Regions from separate parts of the Zea mays genome. Here region 1 is linked to region 2. Evidence: chromatin contacts called from public Hi-C data. All regions are on one chromosome and are shown on one strand. The core of a region is the stretch at or near the end of the contact, and the rest is flanking DNA. Distances in the headings are between cores, read along the strand shown. Region 1 holds the start of LOC100281996 (60S ribosomal protein L29-like). Region 2 holds the start of LOC103637104 (lysophospholipid acyltransferase LPEAT1).

Evidence for each region. A called contact is a pair of places that touch in the nucleus more often than the background predicts.
Region 1: a contact with region 2 is called in a Hi-C map of leaf, with 6 times the contacts expected there. The contact joins the promoter of LOC100281996 here to the promoter of LOC103637104 in region 2. A contact is called at or near these places in 2 of 25 Hi-C or Micro-C datasets (bundle sheath and leaf).

What each region holds. Positions count from the first base shown.
Region 1 is chr8:96,065,004-96,071,343 of Zm-B73-REFERENCE-NAM-5.0, forward strand. It overlaps LOC100281996 (60S ribosomal protein L29-like), which reads left to right and starts at 4,390. Exons shown (of 3, transcript NM_001154911.2): 1 at 4,390-4,446; 2 at 4,542-4,675; 3 at 5,563-5,862. The coding sequence starts at 4,574. The coding sequence ends at 5,643.
Region 2 is chr8:95,692,600-95,699,007 of Zm-B73-REFERENCE-NAM-5.0, forward strand. It overlaps LOC103637104 (lysophospholipid acyltransferase LPEAT1), which reads right to left and starts at 5,158. Exons shown (of 9, transcript NM_001411375.1): 1 at 4,498-5,158; 2 at 3,822-3,941; 3 at 3,668-3,705; 4 at 3,430-3,494; 5 at 2,644-2,712; 6 at 2,132-2,265. The coding sequence starts at 5,013.

The DNA of each region.
Region 1 (6,340 bases), core at 3,140-5,639, 370 kb after region 2:
GAACTATGTTTGTATATTTCTTAATTCTCCCACAAGACATGCCACGCCATTTATCGATCTCCTTACATGGACCCACTCGCCATTTTGGCACGACGAGTGCGACGCCCGCATCCTTGACATTCCCTCCCCCTAGAGAGGATGCTTCTCCCCAAGTAGAGGAACACCGAATTCAGGCAGGTCAGATGGTAATGGTAAAGCATCAGGACCTTTGAATCCTTTAGCAAGCTTGAGTTGAGACACAAATCCGACTTGTAGCAGGTAGGTTGAGGCGATAAGCTACTTGTCCAACACGAGCAAGGATTTTTTTTTTTGAAAACTGGCAAGAGAATTGCCTGTTATATTAAAAAGAAGGTGAGAGCCAGCGAGGGCTAAAATATACAAGTACATCACACTAGGGAAGGAGACATTAAGTATGGTGACACAAATGTCCCAAAACCAACCCCTCTCCTTCCCCAAAACCTACACCAGCCTTGCTAAGTGTTTTGCTCCTCCTAGAATCCACAGGCGGATTTGCTCCTTAATCATCGCTATAGTCTGTGTCACGGTCTTCTCTTTGTGCTCAAAGATTCGCGAGTTTCTCTCACACCAAATTGTCCAAGACACGAGGATGATGAGGGTTCGCAATCCCTTCACGCTTCTCACTGCGGATGTTGCAAGATTCGACCACCATTGATGCACCGAATCTACAGGTTGCCAAGAAGAATGGTGGATCTCCGTAATTGCAGCCCAAATACTCAAATCAGCCCAAATATGTCTGGTGAAGCAACATTCAGCAAACAGATGTAGTCCAGATTCTGGGCATGAGGCGCATAGGACACAGCGCGGATTATGAGGCCATCCCCTTCTTGCCAACCTGTCTGCTGTCCAAACTCTATTTTGAACAGCAAGCCAACTGAAGAATTTGCACTTTGGTGGCGCCCAAGCTCTCCAAATTATACTATTAAAATTCCTGCATGTGGAGTCATAAAATTGCGCTTGGTAGGCTGACTGAGTTGTGTACTGGCCACTCATAGTAAACTTCCACTTGATAAGGTCGGAGGTATTGTGCATTAAGCGAAGCTGATTTACCTCGCACCATAATTGACAATATTCATGTATGTGCGCGGCAAGGATTTGATAGGGTCCAAAGGATTTGAAGTTGAGCTTATGATGTGCATGGGGCATGACAGAAGCTTGGACATAGGGCTGCAGCTTGAGGTAAACACAATCATTTACTGCAAAGCTGTGTTCCGAGCGGTTGTTTTTGTCTGCTTGGCGTTTCATACGGCTTTGCGCACAAAGTAGGTGCTCATGCCTCATGAACCAATTCTTGCATTACTGAGCGCTCCCGAAGCCAGCTAGGAAGGTAGACTAGCAGTCACTATGTCATTAACAGACAAGCCAAGACATCTGGGCTGGCGGCCGTATAGAACCTCGAAGGGTGATCGACCAAGGGAGGAGTGAAAACGTGTATTATACTAGTATTCAGCCGCGGCCAACCAATCTTTTCGCTTCTTTGGACATGCACTGATAAAGCACCGGAGGAATGACTCGAGACATTGATTAACACCGTTTGGTTTGTTCGTTAGTTTGAGGATGGTACGACGAACCGTGCTAGACAGTTTGAAAAGGTGCTACCAAAACTGTCTCGTGAAGATGGGGTCTCTGTCGGAAACAATTGCCAAGGGAAGTCCATCCAGTTTGTAGACCTGTGCCATGAAGAGTTGAGCCCTGAGCTTCCAAATATGGAGGGTATATTGGAAGCACTGAGCTTCCAAATGTTAGAGGAAGCCCAGGCCGACCACCCCTATCTGGCTGGATCGCACCAGTGCGCGTCCCTACACACCCACGCCAGGTCGTCAGGTGTGCCCCCTGCCCAGTGCCCATGCACCAGGTCAACCTCTCCCACATGTGTCAGTCAAACTCTCGGTCTAACAACCAACCTCCCACGTGGGACACAAGGCATAAATTGTGGTTCTATTTTTTATGCGCAAATAGCGTAAATAGTCCACAAAAATAGCGTAAATAGTTCACAGAGATAGCGTAAAAACCCTGTCCAACCACTCGACCACGTGCACATGCGCAGTGCGTGCATGCAGATCCTATTTTTATTGTAGATCCGATAATTATGGCAGATCGTAGGAGTTTTATTGCATGTACGTAAATTTTGGATCACATTTTCATTTCCATTGCATGCATGCAAAAATTAGATGACTTCATGAATATAGGATCACTCCAACAGTCATGCAACTAGGATCGTTAGAACCAGTTTATTATATTTGCTGATATTAATTATGTTATATGATGTAGATATTTATGCAATTCGGTACACTACGTAAAAATCTTTTTCCTACTACATGTGCGTAAATTTAGGATGACAGGAATGTGCGATGAAAGGAAATTGATTGGTATGCATGGAAACAATAAAATCTTATTTTAAATGCTGCATTTTCTTACATAAATATAGGACCACTCTAACAGCCATGCAGTTAGGCTCGTTACAACCAGTTTATGATATATATTGATACTAATTATGTTACACGGTCTTGATATTTATGAAATACGGAACGCTGCACGTGGTACACTGGTATACACATCTCTAGATTCGAGCGTAAAAACCTTAAGTTTTGAGCGTAAAACCCCTCAGTTATGTCCATAAATACCGATCCATGTGAGAGAGGTTGATAACTCTAATGTGTTGTATTCAGGATCCTATTTTTTGTGATACATCCAAAAAGGGTGTCGAATGCATGCAATTTTTATTTTTATGCAGATCCAAAAATTATGGCAGACCTTGGGAGTTTTCAGTGCATGCGCGTAAATTTTTGATGATATTTTCGTTTGCACTTCACGCATGCAAAAAATATGATGACATGATCACGCGCATAAATTCTTATACAAAGTCGCATAAATATATACACCGTGTAGCATAATTGATAAAAAACATAATATCGATTCAACTAACAGCCCCTGCGGGAATTTGGGATAATTTTATGGCAGACGTAGAAATCGTATTCATCGTCGTAAAAAATCATCACTTGAATACATAAATAGTGTAAATAGCAGGCATAAAAACATAATCATTGTTGGCATAAACATGGATCAGATAGTTCGTCGCTAGAGGACGATCCTGAGGCCGCTAGATCAAAGGACGCCACCGAAGCCACCAAATCGGAGGAGTTGGTCATTGAAGGATGCTAGAGCCACCCACGCCTCGCGTTGTCGCCATCGCTGGAGACGACCGCGCCTCGCACGACCGCCGGAGCGACCCGCGTGTCCCATGGCCACCACCGCCGCTGCCGAAGCCTACCACGTCTCGCGCAACCACCGTCGCCACCCGCACTGGGGTGCGCCGCCGCTTGCCCGGCCGCCTCGAGAGCGCCGCCGCTTGCCCGCCCGCCTCGGGAGCGCCGCCGTCGCGTGATCCTGGGGGAGTGCCACCGCCGGCCCCCGGGATCGCCGCCACTCGCACGCCCGAGAGAACCACCACCGTCGCTAAAACCTAATTCCAGCGACCTGTGGGTGTTTTTATAGCCACCCGAATCTGGTTCGGCTGAACCGGATGGCACCGGGGGCCAGGACTTCATCTAGTTATTGGAAGCCTAAGACTTATAATATGTAAACTATATATATAATAATAGAGAATTTTCTTTAAATATAGAGTAAAATTCTAATATAAGAGCAACTCGAAAAGATTAGCTAAATGTACCGATTTAGCTACTCTCTAAAATAGATTTCACAAAAATAGTAGACTAATAAAACAGACTCTGTAAACCAACTGACTGAATGGTGAATGAAACATGCTATCTAAAAATAGAGAGCGAAGATGGATAAATGAAGAGGTACTAAATTTGAAAAGCAATTACATAGTTTGTGAGAGATGTTTTTCTTTTAATAGTAGCCATATTTATCTTTATAAAATGCTAGTCTATTAAAGTTGCTCTAAGGTGGTGGAAGATTTACAACCCACTTGAGTCTTGCATGAGGACTGATAGTCAAAATAACGTTAGATTTTCATAGAATTTTAACTCAGAACCTCAGTTTTAGGTCTTGTTCGGTTATTTATATTTTATGCAGATTGGATGAGATTAAAAAAATTATGAAATATTGTAAATTGTTTGAAATTTAAACCCACTTAATCACAACTAATTCATATGAATTGAGAGTAAAACAAAATCTCTTAGGCCATGTTCGTTTGATCCTAAAACTATAGGAATTGAGGGAGATTGAAAGAGATTGAAGAGGATTTTGACTTGTAGGAGATTTAATCCCTTTCAATTCATATGGATTGGCACAAAACGAACAAAGCCTTAACGGGCCTCTGCTGGGTTGAATCCGCGCCTCGTACAAAAATGGGTTTGAGAGAATGCCCCCTCGTCTATATAAACCCAACCTCGAAGATTCGTCTCTCCCGAAACCCTAGCTCACTTAACGCCGCCGCGGAGCTGCTCCGCGCCCCCGACGCCGGTAAGAAACAAGAGAGAACATCTGTCCCTCGTCTTCTTCCTGACGCGATCGTTCATCGCTCGATTTTTTTTTTGGAACCGATGGTGGAACCACAGGTGATTAGGAGCAGGAGCAAGAGGGGTTCGGAATGGCCAAGTCTAAGAACCACACGGCGCATAACCAGTCGTTCAAGGCGCACAAGAACGGCATCAAGAAGCCCAAGCGCCACCGCCAGACCTCCACCAAGGGGGTACGTGCTTCCCTTTCATTGCAGTTGTTCGCCTCTCAACATGCTAGTAGATTTGAATTCGAAAGCTACCCTTTCGCTGAAACATGATCATATTTATTATGTGGCCTGTGGCCTGTGCCCGAGTGCAAATGCAGTAGTTTTGTTTGTAGCATGCCTTGATGCTATCATTACTAGATGCTCCTATTTATACTAGTTTTCTGTTGTTCCTTCGAAATTGCCTTGCTGACTGCCGTGTTATTTTTGACGAAATATGCTGCAAATGTATTTGTTTTATGTGTCTAAGATTCATTATCATCCATTTAAGCATAGACATAAAAATCAAGAGCTAAAACGACTAATATTTTTGGATGTGAGTATTTTATTGTATTGGCGTCTTATTTTTAAAATATTACCATGACATGAATGTCTTTATATATTAATCTTGTTGCATACCTTCTGGTATCATCGAAGTTTTGCCAGCTACTTAGCTATTTTAGTTGATATTTGACTGAATTCTTATGCTACAACTGATGTTTGCCTACAGAATGAGTGCTATTGACACTTTAAATCTCAGGCTATGTACTTTGTTTGACCAAAAAAATTGTTTGCACAACAAATTAGTATGTATGATGATCTCTAGTATTATTGGTGTTTCATCTTCTGATTTCAATTGTGTGTTTTTTTAATAATTTTTTACTTATTCTTTATCTGCTGAAACATTATAATTGTTTTCTGAGGAAGGTTTAGGTAGTTTAATATTGACTATTTTTACTTGCATTTTTTTGACATAAATATTGTACTCTGCTGAAATTTCATTTTTATTTCCTGTTTGCTGTGTCTGTTTGCTTAATATGCCGTTTTGGACTGGGTTTTATGATCTATTAATGATCTCTTTTGTGTGCTTTTAGATGGACCCCAAGTTTCTGAGGAACTTGAGGTACTCAAGGAAGGGCAATAAGAAGAGTTGTGAGGCTGAGTCAGAGGAGTGAGATGATGCCTGAGTTTGTGGCGACAAATGCATCTCTTGTATCGTTAGGGTCTTAGTTGTGAACTTAATTTTCACATCTGTATGATTAAAAGAGATTCATCAATTGGTACTGAAGTGTTGTTTTTTTGTCTTGTTGCCTATCTGGAGTTTATTTAACTAAAATCATCAGTTGTGTCCTTGAGAATCGGGCACTTAATGTATCATTTTCGGTTCTCTGTGACCTGTGCTGTTATCTCCAATTTACCTGTTGATTTCTTGCCTTACACTGTCAATTTCTTGCCTCTTCATGTCGGTAGTTTGTGGCTTTGGTGACACAGCCTCCCAGTGCTAACCTGTGATGCGAGTGAACATGCTTTGCTTTCGCAATTGTCTCATGAGCTTCATCTCTGATGCCCCGTTTGGATGCTTGAATTGAATTCCATTCTAATAATATTAATTTAGTCATCTATCAATTAAGTTAATATGGTTTTAGGCAAAATATAACTGTATATTATTATTAAAAAGATGTTTGAAATATTTATGTGCTACATTTTTACTAAAGTCGATGAGTGTCCTATAAATTGCAGAGTAGAAATATATTCTACTAATACATAAAATTATTTTTCATCTTTCACCTATGATTTTAAATTATACTTATTTCTGAATTTTGAAAAGTGGTGGAATGTCAAATTTCAAGTCAAATATGTTACTTTGTTAAG
Region 2 (6,408 bases), core at 3,908-6,407:
TAGTGAAGTTTGAAATATGAGGTGAGATAGGAGGTGGGATAAGAGAGCTACTAGAGATAGCCTTAGAGAAGCGGTCGACGACGATAGTGAGGATGACGAACTTCTCGTAGACCTTTGGCAAGGCCTTGATAAAGTCCAGTGAAATGTCGTCCCACACATGTGACAACATGTCGAGGGGCTGCAGGAGGACAACCAGTTGTGGAGTCTCCGCCTTGTTGCGTTGGCATGTTGTACACAAACACAAATTCGCGTACTAGGATGCGATCACCGGGGATGAAGAGATTGCCTCGTAGCCGTTGTAAGGTCTTCAAGATGCCCTCATGGTCCGTTGCATGGGCCAGGGAGAGCACTTGATGGCACAGGTCCTATTATGCCTGGGCGAAGATGCACGAGCAGTGCTGGAGGCCTCGGACTCGCGCTAGGGCTCCCAAAGCTTGTCGTCCTAGAGTTACTAGAGAAAGTTGTGTTTCGTCCATGGTCATCATCGCGCGAATCTCGTCAAGGAGGTTGAACGATGTTCCCGTGCAACTCGGTGGTATCGATGTGAGGGGAAGGGGTATTCCACCGTGAAGTGAAAGCTAAATAACTTGCTAATCCATTGATTCTACAACACTATCGACACACACTGGTCCAACAGGAACTTGAGGTGGTAGTGATTGGTGCAACCGAGGAAGCGACAGTCCCAAAGGTATGACCACTAGTGGCGGACGACCTACACATGAACAATCAACTCACGTTTGTAGGCCGCCAATTTGAGGTGGCAGGCAGCAAATGGCTTGTTAAAGAAGGCAATCAGCCTGACATCTTGGTGCAGTACCACGCCGAACCCAACACCTGAGGCGTCGTGTCGATGACAAAGAGCTTGTCATAGAAGGTCATCTAGAGAATCAGTTATGTCATGGAACGTTCCAGCACCCAGAATGCTATGGCAACTTCGTCGGTCTAAGTGAATGTATCATTGCACAAGAGGCACATCATGGGTGCTGCAATGGTGCCGAAGTTGCGAAGAACTTCCTACAGTAGCGGCGAGGCCTAGGAACCTGTGAAGGCCTCAGGTTGAGCAAAGCACCAGCTAGGTGGTGACAGCATCCACCTTGTCACTATCATAGTGGTGAAGTCATGCGGAGATGACATGGACGAGCTAGGCGACCAAATTCTAGGAGCCACCTTGCAGGGGACGCGAAAGATCAAGCACATCCGCATCGACATTGAACTCTAGGAGCCACACGATTTTCAGACGGTTATGCGCCTCATGTCATCTACGCACCTCACACGGGTGTATGAGCATCATGACGAGGACATCAAACACTAGGAATCGCACGACCTTGCAGCGGATGTTCATGGCAACGCATACTGCATCCACCTTGCAGGGGACGCAATCACCATTGCCCACGAACAGCTCGGTCTTTTGTTCTTGTATCAGGTTGCATGCATGGCATAGGAGCACGTTGAAACGCTCTATGGACTAGACTATGGAGAGGAACGGAAGTCAAGCAAACTCCGCAGGTAGATTGACACAGATGGCCAGGCTGAAGCATAGATGACAAAGGTCCTTGAAACGATCCTAGGTCGGCATGCCTCCATCCTACTCTAGGACATAATATTTGGGCAGCAGCGACGAGATGGTATGAGGCAAGCCAAATTCGATCTGACACTAGATTATATTGGCCCTAAAATAACTTCTCACAACGGTTGAGCTGGTTTAGGGGATCCTTGAAGCCATCGAACGTGAACTACAGCTTGTAGAAGCCCTATCACGATTAATCGCCCAAGTCGGTCAGCCAGAACGACAAGTCGTCCGTCTTGAAAATGTTGGCCTTTAGAGCTTCAATTGGTTGATTTCACGAAAGCGTGGACCAGATCTCAACATAGGTTTTATCTCTCCAAACTCAATTGTTTAATCCACCTTGAGTTTGAGAGGGTGTTAGATGCCTATGTATGTGTTCTTGTCGTATTTGGTATCATATGTACAGTCCTTGTTGTACATGGTCTCTATCATGTATCGGTGGTATATATTCGGGTCTAGTGCCCTCAATAAATATAGTGCACTTCATAACATTGTTAATGTACCTATCTAGTTATTATTGGCCTTTAAATGCTAATTTCATGACAACTTGTCAGTGATACTCACCCCTGACATGGAATCCCATGCTGCATTAAATCTTTTGTAAGGATATCTCAAAATGACTGGTTGAACTGGTGCCTTTGCAAGAAAAGCACCTGTTTTGAATGGAAGGAGATAATCCCCATTTGTAGTTGTGCCCTCTGCAATAGTAAATTGTAAAATTATTAGCAAATCATTAATAATGTACATAAGCAACTGTTTGATCTTGCTATCAAGACTAGATGACTAACCCAACAACGGATTGACAAGAAAAGATGATAATGCGATGACGTACCCACAATTTAATGTAAAGTTATATGTGATACTCATGGGAGTAGTTACTCCATCTTCAATAAACCACATTGTGTATGTGCACATACTCATTTACTAGAGTATGTTTATAGACTTATTTTAAGATACTCCAAATCTTGTTATGTGATTTTTTTCCAAGAGACCATATATTTTAATATGTTATTATAAACTATTATAGAAGTATAGAAAATCATATATGATCAGATATGAAGTTAATATGAGCTTACCAGGGAAGAGTAGCATCATTGGTGCATTTTTCTGTTGATGAGCACGATGGATTCTTTCAGATACAGCACCTGTGTGCAGTATAGAATATCATAAGCCTAAAAAGCAAAATGGAATGATGTGTTTTGTATTCCTTACCATACAATACCACGCCAGATATATAACAAAAGATGCAAACACGTCTCTAGTAGTAGTGCATCAAAGTTCCCAAACAATGTCTGTATAAAGAATGTGCTATGTGCTAAGCCTAATACTTGTATAGTTGTATTGAACAAGCTAGCAATGCCATTTAATTCTCAAAATTCTTAAATCTAGTTAAACCCCATTAGATCTTTCGTGATTTTTCAAATTTAAATCTTTTTTGTCCATTCTTATAGTACTTGAACTTTCATCATTTTACTAAATCTTCTTAGATTTTTAGTTGGCTATGAAAGTAAATCCCTCCTAAACCTACCTACCAAACTTCCATGTGCAAAGGATGGTATTATCCCATCAAAATAGGGTAATCTATTTGGCGAATATTCTATCAGAATAAACAAATTAAATAGTTTGTGATGAGATTCTACATCAAATAGACACTATAATTTCAGGATCATGGATGGAATTTAACAGTAGACTTTAATCAACTAGCAGAAGGTTCAGTGCAGAATTTCCTGACCAAAATTTGGTAGTCAGTAGTACGTTATTTTTCCAAACATACTCAAGTTTTGGCAATTAGAAAATAAGATTTTATCCTCAAATGTCACGAAAAAAGACAAACCATGTTGGTTTAGGCCTATTGAAATCACCTGAAACACCTTTGAAATCTGGTGTTTTCGACTCCCGCTGAACAAAAATGCATCCAAGACATTTGCTGCATAAAAATAGAACACATGTCATTTTTTCCAATTTATCTTATATTCTTATATGAAGTAAATACAAGTAAACATTCGTCCAGTTAAACTATCTACCACAAGATCATGTTATAATTTCTGGTACAAAACTTAGTGAAAATATAACTCCAAAGACAGTAGAGAATGCTAGTACCTTATGAGACCAACTAGAGGCAATCTAGCCACTGATCTCTTCAAGAAGGATAGAGATATGCAAAAGAGGCATGTCAAAATCAATATATCTTAATGGTAAAGTTTTGAGAAATCAAATAAACATAATTACATTATCACAAAAAACATTACAGTACCTTAGCAACAAAACTAGGAAAAGAGGCTGACATGTGATAAAGAATATCCACATAAGATACATGATTAGACACAATTGCCCCAGGCCTTTCGATTTCTTTAGACTGGTCCACATGGCCATCCTGAAATATTAATGAATTACGATAGCTGGAGATGACATAGACACAAATCAGCCATATATAATATTCATTCCACTCATCGTTCAACCCCCCCCCCCCCCCCAAGTAGGATTCACCTGTAGTCAGTCAGTAAAGGCTAAAACTACATTGATACTATATTCTGTTACAAATGGTGACCATGCTACACAACCACCACCAGAATTATCACATTATCATCAAATTCTGATGTCTGCAAACATTTTAGCTGCAAACAAATAGATGCAGCTCTTCCACACAAACTAATAGATGCACCGATGCACAATGACAGAGTGCACATAGTTACCATAAATTTAATCAATCCATATGCTACAGGTCCACTATCTGATCCACACAGGAAAAAAAACATGCTGCCCGCAATCAAACATCAAGGCTAATAGCTATCCTATATATTGTATCAAATACTGTTAAATATTACACTATTCAGTTCTTCCCTTGCTCACGAAATCAAGAGCAAAGAAGGCAAGCAGAAAATAAAGCAATCCGAAGCTTGCATAAAGAACTAGAACTACATCGTCACTACCTCAGCATTGGGAAGGCGGCTGTCGTACTCTCGGATCCAATAGAACCCGAAGACAAACAACATGGCGCGAGCGAGTGCGCGGCCGCACCGCACAGCCCCCGCCCGCCTCCACCCGTCCAACCGCGCGTACCCATCCCCTTCGCCGCCCTCCCGGTCCTCCTCCACCCGCAGCGTGCACACGCGGCACACGAGGTAGTAGACCACGAGTACGAGAACACCTGCCACGACACGGAGCGGGACCAGCACGACCGCGGCAAACGCCAGCCGCGCAGCCTCCGCTGCGCTCACGGGGCCGAGCCCCATCGGTCCGTACGCGTCCCGCCGCGCGTACGGTGCGTACTTCCGGTCCAGTTCCTCTATGCTCTCCAGCACCGGGGCTGCGGAGGGGGAAGGGGAGGGGGAGGACGACGAGAGGAGCGGACTGGCGGCGGCCATGTCTTCGCTGCTCATCTCACTGCCGCCCACGCTCTCCGGCTCGGACGGGGTGGTGATGCTAGCGGCTTCGTTAGGAGCCATGGCGATAAAGGCGCAGAGGAGACCCTAACCCTAGCGCTGACGCCGGATCGGCATGGTGAGGACGACGAGATGCGGATACGGTCGGTGATGACTTGTGCGACGAGGAGACGACGAGGAGACGGTGGCGGGGAGAAGGAGGATGAACCGCTGAATTTTGATCGGACGGCTGGGAAGTTAGTAACATGGTGGTGGTGATTAAGTAGAAGATATTTTAAAATTACATCGTCAACAGCAACATCAAAGTTTAATTTAAAAAGTAATTAAAGACTAAAAGACGAGACGAATTTATTAAATATAATTACATCTATATTTAATATTTATAATTGATATTCAAATATTTGATGTGACATGAACTAAGTTAGAAAAAGCAAAACACTCACCTCGATGCTGACTTCTTCGAAGACATGATGAAGATGTGCTCGTTGTTGTGGATTCACTAGAGGTGGGCTCTAATATTGATCACTTGTTCTGATTCTTAAAGGGACGCTAAAACAGGACAACATAATCAATGATAAGGAGCCTTCATTCCTTTAATCTGTCCAAGGGAGGAGGAAGATTATGAGTAGAAAATTGTTAGTATTTTATTTCAATTTCTCGTAAGGTATCAAAAACCAAGGCAACACAAGTTAAATACAAAGACCTTCGTCCTTTGATATAACACTTCTTCGGAGTGTTAGAACGAAGGATGAAAGTTTTTAGAGAGAAGCATAATGAAATAACACGAAAGAGACAATGTAGAACTTTATATAAAACTCATCTCCTATGCCTTAAAATTTTATTTCATCTCTTCTGATAAAGAAGTTTACAAGCATACCTTCGGCTGCTAGATACAGGATGGCATGAAGGTTCTTCGAAGGCTAAGTAGCACGAAGTTATGGCCCTTAAAAATGTAACTTATGCAGGGTACGAGTCACCTATTTATAGGGAAGATGAATTGTCTTTGTACAAGATTACAATCATGCCCCTTAAGGCTTTACACTCATTGTTTACAAATGATATCAGGGTAATATTGTATTTTCTCCTTTCTCCACTACGTAGGTCTTGGGCTTTGTTATATGAGAGCTCCTTTGCTAGTGGCAAACCTCTAGTCGGCTGCCTGTGAAGGCCTTATCTTACTACATTTCGTTCAACACTTTGATTTATGTGTTAAGTTAATGACTATGTGGATGCTTTGGACATCATGATGTAATAAAGTAATATTTATTTTTGCTAATATTTCAGTATTGTGTGATAATGACCAATTATGTAATCGTCGTGTACATGAATTTCTGATCCTAGCATGTACATGGTTCGCGTTTGGTTTACCTTCTAAAACCGGATGTGAGACATTCAAAACCTTTCTCCTTTCCTGAAGGTATCAGCTTCGGTTCGCACCTTCGCTACTTGAACGTATAT